Linked DNA regions of Mus musculus: regions 1 and 3 are each linked to region 2. Evidence: chromatin contacts called from public Hi-C data. All regions are on one chromosome and are shown on one strand. Each heading gives the region's core, a stretch centred on a gene start, on an enhancer-like site or on the middle of the called end of the contact. The rest is flanking DNA. Distances are from core to core; before and after follow the strand shown. Region 1 overlaps Zfhx4 (zinc finger homeodomain 4). Region 2 holds the start of Pex2 (peroxisomal biogenesis factor 2). Region 3 overlaps Zfhx4 (zinc finger homeodomain 4).

Region 1 (3,079 bases), core at 368-2,867, 300 kb after region 2:
ATTATAGAAATCTGAGAACTGAAATAGGTTTGTGTATTTAAATATTTTGCAAAGACCACACAGTGTGTTGGTAAATTAGCATGATGCAGTCCTTGCCAGTGTAAATACATATTCAAGGGTATTTTAAAGCACAAGAAAATTTCTTTTTATCACAAATCCTCATTTTATGTAGGTGTGGAGAATACAAAGAGTCCAATCATCTTAAAAGGGAGATTCCACAGCAAATGATCCAGTGATGCAAGGCAGTTCAGGCCCAGTTCCCTGCTGCTTAGTCACAGGAGTTACAAAAGCAGACTAATGAAGGCTGCAAAAATTATAATTAATTTTCATTCTAAGGAAGTCACCTTGCTCCAATCAGCTGCCCAAAAGAGTCAGTGTAAATTATGTGAAAGGACAAAAATTATTAGGCCAGATTTATGGAGTTAAAAAAAGTCCTTATACCAAAAGATGGCCTAGTCGGCCATCACTGGAAAGAGAGGCCCATTGGACAGGCAAACTTTATATGCCCCAGTACAGGGGAACGCCAGGGCCAAAAAATGGGAATGGGTGGGTAGGGGAGTGGGTGGGGGGTGTGTGTGGGGACTTTTGGGATAGCATTGGAAATGTAATTGAGGAAAATACGTAATAAAATATATATATATAAATTAAGAATGCCTATATGGGAATTACTTTTAATGAACAACACACTACAGTTGCTAAACTCAATGAAGCCTCTGCCTCTGGTTGTTTGTTTGTATTCACAGTCTGACTGGTGCAGAATAACAACCAGTTTAACATCCATCCAAAATGGCAGCCTGCCTCCTTACTTAGTTCTCACATCTATAATATTTTAACAGAAAATCTGTACCATATGTTTTCAATTTAAAGGAGAGGACAAGTATGTTTTATAAATATGTCCTAAACATTAAAGGTTGGTGTTTATAATAATAAGGTACATGCCTTTTTGAGACTGGAGTACTAGGATGACTAAGTACTCTTAAGCCCTAAATTGGCATATAAAGTATTCATAGACTAGTACCAATAAAAACAAGTCCTAATGTACTTTATTAAACATTTCGTTCAAGTAAATGTGTTTTGTCTCTATCCTTTAATAGGTGATCATTTATTTCAAAGGGGCATGCATGAGGACATTCAATAATGACATCTATTATCAAACCTTTACTGGAAGGTTTAAAGTGGTTAGCTGGATACATCATCTGGCATCGCATAAGACATTAAAAATGGAAAATCAGTGTCTTATTAGCATGTGTCTCATATTAGCCAGGCCTTCCCTGCTGAGGAGTGGGAGCCATGATGCTGTAAAACTCTTGGAAGATTGACTTTTATCAGAGTCATTTATGGAAGAGAAATTCCAATCTGGAAATGATGATTTAAAAAAATCCTCCCATAAGAAATAGCATATGAATTATTTAATAGCATGCAAAAAGAAGATTTTTCTAAAGTAAATGTGTGTTTTCTTTACACTGTTATTCGTGGCACCATGCCTCAAACTGTAATGAGAACATGTTTTAAAATAGTTCTTTAGTTTCTGTTATTAAAGTTTTCCCCTTTAAATGAGAGGAATGATTCTGACCTTGCCCAGACTCTAGGCATCCACTGATCTACTGTGTGTCTCCCTAGTCCAGAGTGGTTCAGCCAGGAGAGGCAGAACAATGGCTCAACTTCTCTATTCCCTCGATCTTGGCTTCTCTACTGAGGTGCACCAAAGGATAGAAAAGAAGACTGGACCAGCAAACACCGTGGTTTTCAATCTCAAGGAGCAAAGCAGGTCTTCCCTTTCACCTTGTCGGCCTTTTCTAGTCTTGTTTCACTTTCATTTTAACGTTACAGCACTGTGCAAGACAATCCCTGAATGTTCAGACTGCATTATGCAATTAAAAAATGAGCAAACAAAAGACAATTGTATTAGTTATTTCAGGAGGTAGACATAGAGAAAGATATATGATTACAGTCCTCTGTGCTGGCTGGCTGGCTCAAGTTGTCTATCTAAATGGTCTGAGTTGGACTGTATGTTTAACTCTCAACTGTAGTAGGAACTCAAATATACTGCATGAGGAGAGCGGCTTGGATAATAGGGCACACTCAGTGTAATGGTACCTGCTTTGAAGATTATTTTAATCTCCCAAACCCACACTTTGAAAGAAAAGAATGATGAAGATGACAGCCCCATTATTCAAAATCCAGCTCCATATATTAACCAATGTAGAGTTCTTCAACTGTCTACTGCCTAGGAAAATGACAGATCTAAAAGCCCTCCCATCTTTTGTAACCAATGTAGAGTTCTCCAATGGTCTACTGCCTAGGAAAACGACAGAGCTCAAAAGCCCTCCCATTTTTTGTGATTGCTTTTTATCTTATAAAGTCATACTTCAAAAACAATACATATTTCATATGTCAAGGCCCATACCTAAACATAATAAAAGCAATACACAGCAAACCAGTACCTTTCAGTTTTAATGTTGATCAATGAAAGCAGAAGGTGTTTTCATTGTTTTATTATCTTGGATTTTACTGCTGTGGTCAATTTCGAGGCTGTTTTTAAGATCTAATTATCAAACAAACAAATGAAAAATTCCAAGCAATATTTAATTTGGGCTTAAAATTTTTAAATAAATAAAATATACATAGCAATGATGGCATAGTTTTTTCATTACTTTTAACTAGATTGTAAATGGAGAAAATGTTGTGAATACTAGTAATTTATCAGTTAATGATCCATTAAACATTAGCTCTGAAATTCCCCATAACACAGATTACTCTTCTAAAACATAATTTTGAAAATAAAGTCACTTTACCTCAATATGCCTCTATATTTAGAAACATTATATATATATATATGTTGTTTATTAAATTATATATTATATATATATGTATGTTATATATAATATATAATTATATACTGGAAATGAAACAATGGTGAAAGTGAACTCAAAAGAAAATATTACTCATGAAAAGTACTTACAAATGAACTAGAAAATATTACTATATATTTTATACATCCAAAAAGCAGAATGATAAAGTATAGCTCTGACAGATTTTATATAAAGTAGTCCCATGTTGTCAGCACTCATTTGGAAGT
Region 2 (3,346 bases), core at 272-2,771:
TGATCTTTCCATTTGAGTATCTAGGATGAAATTTGTCCCTTCTGCTTGGCAGAAAGTACCTTCATTCCTGAGCCTTCTCCCTGGTCCCATTTTTATTTTATTTTTTTTTAATTTCACCTTTGTCCTCATAAAAATCAAGTGAACTAGGCAAGAAAATATGCAGTTGTCTTCCCAGCACATAGCAGCTGAGACAGAAGTGCTTTGAGGCCAACCATAGAGCTACATTGCAAAAGCCCGTATCAAAAGCAAAAAACACCAAAACCTAAACAGTCTATCACAGCCTACCTTGGGCTACCTTCCTACACAACTAAGTCAAAGCCTTGCTCTTCAAAGAGAATTCACTATTTTGAACAACAGCTCCCTACATAATAATAGGAACCCCATTACTTTAAATTTTTTGGAACACTTTCAATATAATGGCCAATGCATCAAATTGATGAGTATTTTGTATCCCTTTAAGCTGTCTTAGAATCGTGTCCATACCTTACAGTTAGAGTAGGCTGTATTTCAAACCAATCACAAGAAGATAGTGGTCACCATGGGGTGGGTATACTGGTGCATCTCTAGACACATCCCTGCAGTCCCTATCTGTATTCCATACCTACTGTAGCAAACTGGAGCTCCTCCTACAGTGTTTTCTACACTGTCAGGTTACTTGTTAAAAAGGGATTTGTTTGCTTTCTTTGTCTTCCACCCAATTTTGCTCCCAAGTTCTCCTTTAATATACTCCAGATACTAAGGTTTTTTTGTTTGTTTTGTTTTTTTAAAAACACACATTATTTAAAAAACAAAAAACAAAGAATCAGAATTGTACTGAGTGCATGATTCTGAGGTTCTTATTACCGCCTCCTTTATGCTGTCCATGTGTCATGCACAGAACTCTGATGCTCTGGGTAATTTCTGAAACAAAATACAATGAAAAGTTTTGGGGCATTGGAGACAATTGTATTTTTGTATCACTACCTCCACGAGCCTGGGGATGCAGGCGGGGTTGGTAGCATTAAAAAGACTTTACAACTTCGGTAGGCTCTACCTGATTTCCTAAGTACCTCCCGACCAACCCACCCAGCCAAGGCCATTCTAGCTCCTTGTCACTGGCCTGCCTCCCATCGGGTGGCCTGCAGCCTCTGCCCCAGTGGCTGCCCGATGGGGACCTAGTGTGCTGCCACACATCTGGGGACAAGGTCAGACCGACAACCGGGAGGACCCAAGGTCAGTCCCCGGCCCTCAGGTGCGCAGGCGCCGGGTCGCCAGCCGGCGGCACTTGTCCAGCGGCCGTCAGCGGCGTCCTTGGGCCCAGAGCCTGCCCGCAGAGCCCAGACCTCCCTCTGGGCCGGGACAGCAAAGCCTCTTCACGCCCGGCCCTGACCCCGCGCTGACCGCTCGGTGACGCTTCTGCCAATCAGAGGCAGCTTTGCGGACCAATCCCAGTGCGTGGAGTGTCCTCTTGGGCGTCTCTTCCCTTCGTCCCTTCGTCCCTTCGTCTCTTCGTCCCTTCGGCTCCTCGGCATTTTCCGTGGCCAGGCCTTATCCGGCTTTCCTCAGACCCGGTGTTGCTTCTGGGTGTAATTCCCCGCTCTCTCTTCAGCCACTTCCGGGTCTTCCGTCGCTCCGGAAGCCCGCAGATTCCGGAAGTGAGGGCGACCCAGATGCGGCCACGGAATGCCCAGCTTTCCGGAGATTGTTTGAGAAACGGCCGTGCGGCGCCCGGGCGTCCCGCAGACCCCGCAGGTCAGTGTCCGCTCGCAGCCGCCCCGCCGTAGGGCGCGCGGGCCGCACGCTCTGCGAGGACGGCGTCGCGAAGCTTGCCTTGGCTGCAGGCCGCGGTGGCTCAGTCTGTCTCGGTTCCGCAAAGGCGGTAAAGCAAGCCAGACGCCTAGTTTTCCTCTAGTTTAACGCTGTCACGCAGACAACGCTTCTGCCTCTGCACGCCCCGCGGCGACGCTGCAGACAGCCCGGAAAGCGCCTCCTCGCCTTTAGAACAGTACTAGATTGAGTGCTTTAACTCTTAAATAAGAATCTCTTGTAGTTTATGAGTTTTTCAGTGTTTTGGACTTTCAACGTTTCCAACAGCCCATTCTTGGTCTTCGTGGCAAGAGTTATGGAAGGTTTTCTTACAAGTTAGTTTCTGACTTACATTGCAATCCATTGGTTTGCTATAAGGAATGTTATAATCATTTCTCTTCTTTGTGGGGAGTCCTTAAAAGTCTTTGTTGGTTCAGTAGTTTATTCACGTGCCATTTTTCACACAGCAACACTTAGCAAAAGAACTTTTCACGGATTGAAACTTTCCCAGACTATCGGTTTCAAATATTCTGTGGGACCCTTTGCCACATTTTTCATCTTGATTATTTTAGATAATTGGTGTATGACTAAGGACCCCCATCCCGACCCTTACCAGTTTGTAGTCAAAACACCCTCCAGGAATGTGTGGCCTTTAGTTAAACCTGAACAGAATGGATTTGGAGTAGCTTCTTTCTGTTACTGTCTTGATCCTTTTTGTACTATCAATTACTTGTATCCAGAATGAGGAGAATTGAAAAATGAGTCAGAATTAGTAGGAAAAAAGACCCTCCCCCTTTTTTTTCTTTAAAAAGTAAAGAAACTGAGCATACTAGGCCACTAACATGAAAAGAATTAAGTTCTAGTCTTGATTATAGTTTGCTTCTGCCCAGCTCTACCTTTTGGACTAATTCTCTTCTTTAGTAATTAGAGGTAGCACTCAATCTGTGGCTTTAAAATTGTTCCATAAAAGAACTTTTGTAGAAATTTCCTGAAGCCATGCAGAGGAGAGACAAAGCAAGCCGGCTGTCAACTGTCGTTTAACAAGCACAGCTATTTATATGTTCTTTTACAACAGTGTTCCTGTAAGGATCTAGTTCACATCTTGGACCCGATGATCTGACTTGCTCCTCAGCATGAAAATTCTTCTTAGCACAATTGTTCATTGTTTTCAGTATGCATTCATCCGGTTATTCTGGCATCCTAAAGTTATGTATTCCTTATTTTTAAAAGGGACAAACATGGCAATGCTATCTTATTTTTTAAAAATAAGAAAAGTTTAATTCTGTCTTTTTGATCACTCATAATTCCCATTTCCCTTCCTACTGAATATCCTTGTTTTGTTTAAATTGAAGGTCTTCAAAGCCTTTGCATTAATTTTCTGTTTGATCCATTCAATATCTGAGCCTTGAAGGTATGTGAAGACTTGCTGGTCATGCCTTGTCTAGGAAAATTAGGGATCTAGCACTATATGATCTGCAGGGCATTAAGTAATTTTCAGGTTCCTATAGTACAAAGAAAGTCTGAGCTGTATCAGTTTTTATGTCAGAACCAACGTTCATTT
Region 3 (3,252 bases), core at 231-2,730, 270 kb after region 2:
CAGAGCTGAAGAGGAATTTGTGTGTTTGACCTTAGTTCTTAGGAGCAAGCCTGTCCTCAGCACAAAGTAAAACTTCAACCATAAAGGAGTAAGAAATGAATTCATTACATTCTTTGATATTCTTAGATACTGTTCTTTGGGTTTGTATATAGGTTTACTGTGATTTTGTGTGCATCCTTAAAATATCTAAGAAAAAAAATTGGACTAGTGAGTAGTGATGGCTCAGTGGGTAAAGTGCTTGTACTTTAAGCACTAAGTGCTTGTACTTTAAGCATAAGACCTAAAGTGCTTGTACTTTAAGCAAAAGAGCTAGAGTTTAGATCCTAGCACCCACAGTACCATGAGGCAAGAATGGCAGCCTATCTAACTATCAGCCCTGGAAAGCTGGAGACAGTATCCTGAGAGAAAATTTGCTGGTTAGACCCGCTGGATTTACAAGATCTAAGTTCAAGTGAGAGATTCTGCCTCAACATACAAGGGAGAGAGCAATTTAAAAAGATATCCAATGGTAACATCTGATTTCTGCATGTGTGTTCATGTGACACACACACACAGGCACATGGACAAAATCATGCACATGCACGCACATGCACATATACACATACATACTCATACACTTAGAAAAACTGTGGAGAAACAAAAATAAACAGTCATATTATGATGTCACTAAAAATAGCTTAACACACATGCTTAGGGTATCTCATCTAAAAGAATGATCATTGACATAAATTTGAAGTAAGGAGGTACTTTCAAATAATCATGGAAAATATTTGATTACTTCCTTCTATTCCCATTTATTCTACCCAAAACTCAGGTATATAAAATAAACTAAGCATTTATTCTTTTAGAAAACATTGAATAAGAACTTTTGTATTTTCATCTTGAATATATTAAAAATAAATTAATCAAAATTCAAAATGACCAAAAAAGTAAAATGTCAAAATATTATAATAAAATTGAACTATTCAAATGCACCACGAAAACAGAACATAGCTAGAATATCAGTCACCCCTTCTGATTTTCCAGATGGCTGCAGTTCCATCTCTTGGAATAATGGAGTGTTCACATGTTTGATAGTTAATTGTACTTGACTACTGTTTGGCATTCAACCAAATCTCTGTCCTGAAGGCAGATCATTTTGTTTAATGGCTCATCACCAAGACCTCACTAGCATGATGGCCTAGATCACAAAGATACTGTTAAAGTGAAAAGCTGAGACTTAGCTCATCCCAGCAGTAAGAAGTTCCACTTACTAAACAGATTACATAGGAAAAGGAAAGCAAATGAGTGATAGCAATCAGTAGTAGATTAAATCAAACATCAAAGGGGAGAGTATTTCTTTTATCCTTTTCACTTTTATTAAGAAATGATGTGCTACCTACTATAATTCTTCTTTTTAATACTGCAATTTAGCTTAAAACAATAGGAATGGCATCTGCAGAGGATAGACCATAAATAAGCTCAGTTTACAGTTTAAATTTGAATACAGAGTTTTAATAAATAGGCAACTATTTTCTCAATATAAACATACAGATTTTAAAAAGTATTTCAACCCTAAAAATTGCACCAGAGAACTTCTAAACCTGATAAACAGCTTCAGTGGAGTAGCTGATATAAAATTAACTCAAACAAATCAGTGGCCCTTCTCTACACAAAGGATAAACAGGCTGAGAAAGAAATTAGGGAAACAACACCCTTCACAATAGTCACAAATAATATAAAATACCTGGGTGTGACTCTAACTAAGGAAGTGAAAGATCTGTATGATAAGAACTTCAAGTCTCTGCTATGCCAGGGCCTAGCAAACACAGAAGTGGATGATCACAGTCAGCTATTGGATGGGTCACACGGCCCCCAATGGAGGAGCTAGAGAAATTACCCAAGGAGCTAAAGGGAACTGCAACCCTATAGGTGGAACAACAATATGAACTAACCAGTACCCGGGAGCTCTTGTCTTTAGCTGCATATGTATCAAAAGATGGCCTAGTCGGCCATCACTGCAAAGAGAGGCCCATTGGACTTGCAAACTTTATATGCCCCAGTACAGGGGAATGTCAGGGCCAAAAAGGGGGAGTGGGTGGGTAGGGGATTGGGGGGGGTGGGTATGGGGGACCTTTGGGATAGCATTCAAAATGTAAACGAGGAAAATACCTAATTAAAAAAAAAAAGAACTTCAAGTCTCTGAAGAAAGAAATCTATGAAGATCTCAGAAGATGGAAAGATCTCCCATGCTCATGAATTGGCAGGACTAATATAGTCAAAATGGCTATCTTGCCGAAAGGAGTCTACAGATTCAATGAAAATTCCAACTCAATTATTCACCAAGTTAGAAAGGGCAATGTGCAAATTCATATGGAATAACAAAAAACCTAGGATAGGAAAATCTATTCTCAAAAATAAAACAACCTCTGGGGAAATCACCAAGCCTGAACTCAAGCTATACTACAGAGCAATTGTGATAAAATCTGCATGGTACTGGTAAAGCTACAGACAGGTAGATCAATGGAATAGAACTGAAGACCCAGAAATGAACTCACACACCTATGGTCACTTGATCTTTGACAAGGGAGCTTAAACCATCCAGTGGAAAGAAGAGCATTTTCAACAAATGGTGCTGGGTCAACTGGCCCAATGGAGAATTGATCCATTCTTATCTCCTTGTACAAAGCTCAAGTCTAAGTGGATCAAAGATGTCCACATAAGACCAGAGACTCTGAAACTTAAAGAGGAGAAAGTGGGGGAAAGCATCAAAGATATGAGCACAGGGGAAAAATTCCTGAACATAACAGCAACGGCTTGTGCTGTAAGATTGAGAATCGACAAATGGGACCTCATAAAATTGCAAAGCTTCTGTAAGGCAAAAGACACTGTCAATAAGACAAAAAGGCCACCAACAGATTAGGAAAGGATCTCTACCAATCCTAAATGTGATAGGGAACTAATATCCAATATTTATAACGAACTCAAGAAGATGGACTCCAGAATATCAAATATACCTATTAAAAAATGATGGCCAGGCATGGTGTCACATACCTTTAATCCCAGCACTCGGGAGGCAGAGGCAGGTGGATTTTTGAGTTTGAGGACAGCCTGGTCTACAAAGTGAGTTCCAGGACAGCCAGGGCTATACAGAGAAACCCTGTCTCAAAAAAAAAAAAAAAAAATAGAGGTACAGACCTAAACAAAGAATTCTTAACTGAGAACATCCGAATGGCTGAGAAGGACCTGAAAAAATGTTCACCATCCTTAATT

Evidence for each region. Hi-C and Micro-C count contacts between places; a contact is called where the count stands out from the background.
Region 1: a contact with region 2 is called in a Hi-C map of olfactory sensory neurons, with 2.4 times the contacts expected there. The contact joins the enhancer-like site here to the promoter of Pex2 in region 2. A contact is called at or near these places in 1 of 15 datasets of contacts at CTCF or cohesin (the NIH/3T3 cell line), 2 of 484 Hi-C or Micro-C datasets (liver and olfactory sensory neurons), 1 of 115 datasets of contacts at active chromatin or transcription factors (acute myeloid leukemia) and 1 of 9 other capture datasets (adipose tissue).
Region 3: a contact with region 2 is called in a Hi-C map of the N1E-115 cell line, with 5 times the contacts expected there. The contact joins the enhancer-like site here to the promoter of Pex2 in region 2. A contact is called at or near these places in 1 of 484 Hi-C or Micro-C datasets (the N1E-115 cell line) and 1 of 9 other capture datasets (adipose tissue).

Annotation. Positions count from the first base shown.
Region 1 is chr3:5,270,844-5,273,922 of GRCm38.p6, reverse strand. The region is part of intron 3 of Zfhx4 (zinc finger homeodomain 4); the gene reads right to left. Among named protein-coding and RNA genes, the nearest start is that of 2700069I18Rik, 52 kb to the right of the region's middle. Within about 2 kb of position 1,617, at least 79 of the 459 cell types and tissues checked have an H3K27ac peak or open chromatin away from gene starts, as enhancers often do. A contact at or near this core is called in acute myeloid leukemia, adipose tissue, liver and 1 more, where this site is marked.
Region 2 is chr3:5,574,423-5,577,768 of GRCm38.p6, reverse strand. It overlaps Pex2 (peroxisomal biogenesis factor 2), which reads left to right and starts at 1,521. Exons shown (of 4, transcript NM_001267715.1): 1 at 1,521-1,731.
Region 3 is chr3:5,303,774-5,307,025 of GRCm38.p6, reverse strand. The region is part of intron 3 of Zfhx4 (zinc finger homeodomain 4); the gene reads right to left. Among named protein-coding and RNA genes, the nearest start is that of 2700069I18Rik, 85 kb to the right of the region's middle. Within about 2 kb of position 1,480, at least 1 of the 459 cell types and tissues checked has an H3K27ac peak or open chromatin away from gene starts, as enhancers often do. A contact at or near this core is called in the N1E-115 cell line, where this site is marked.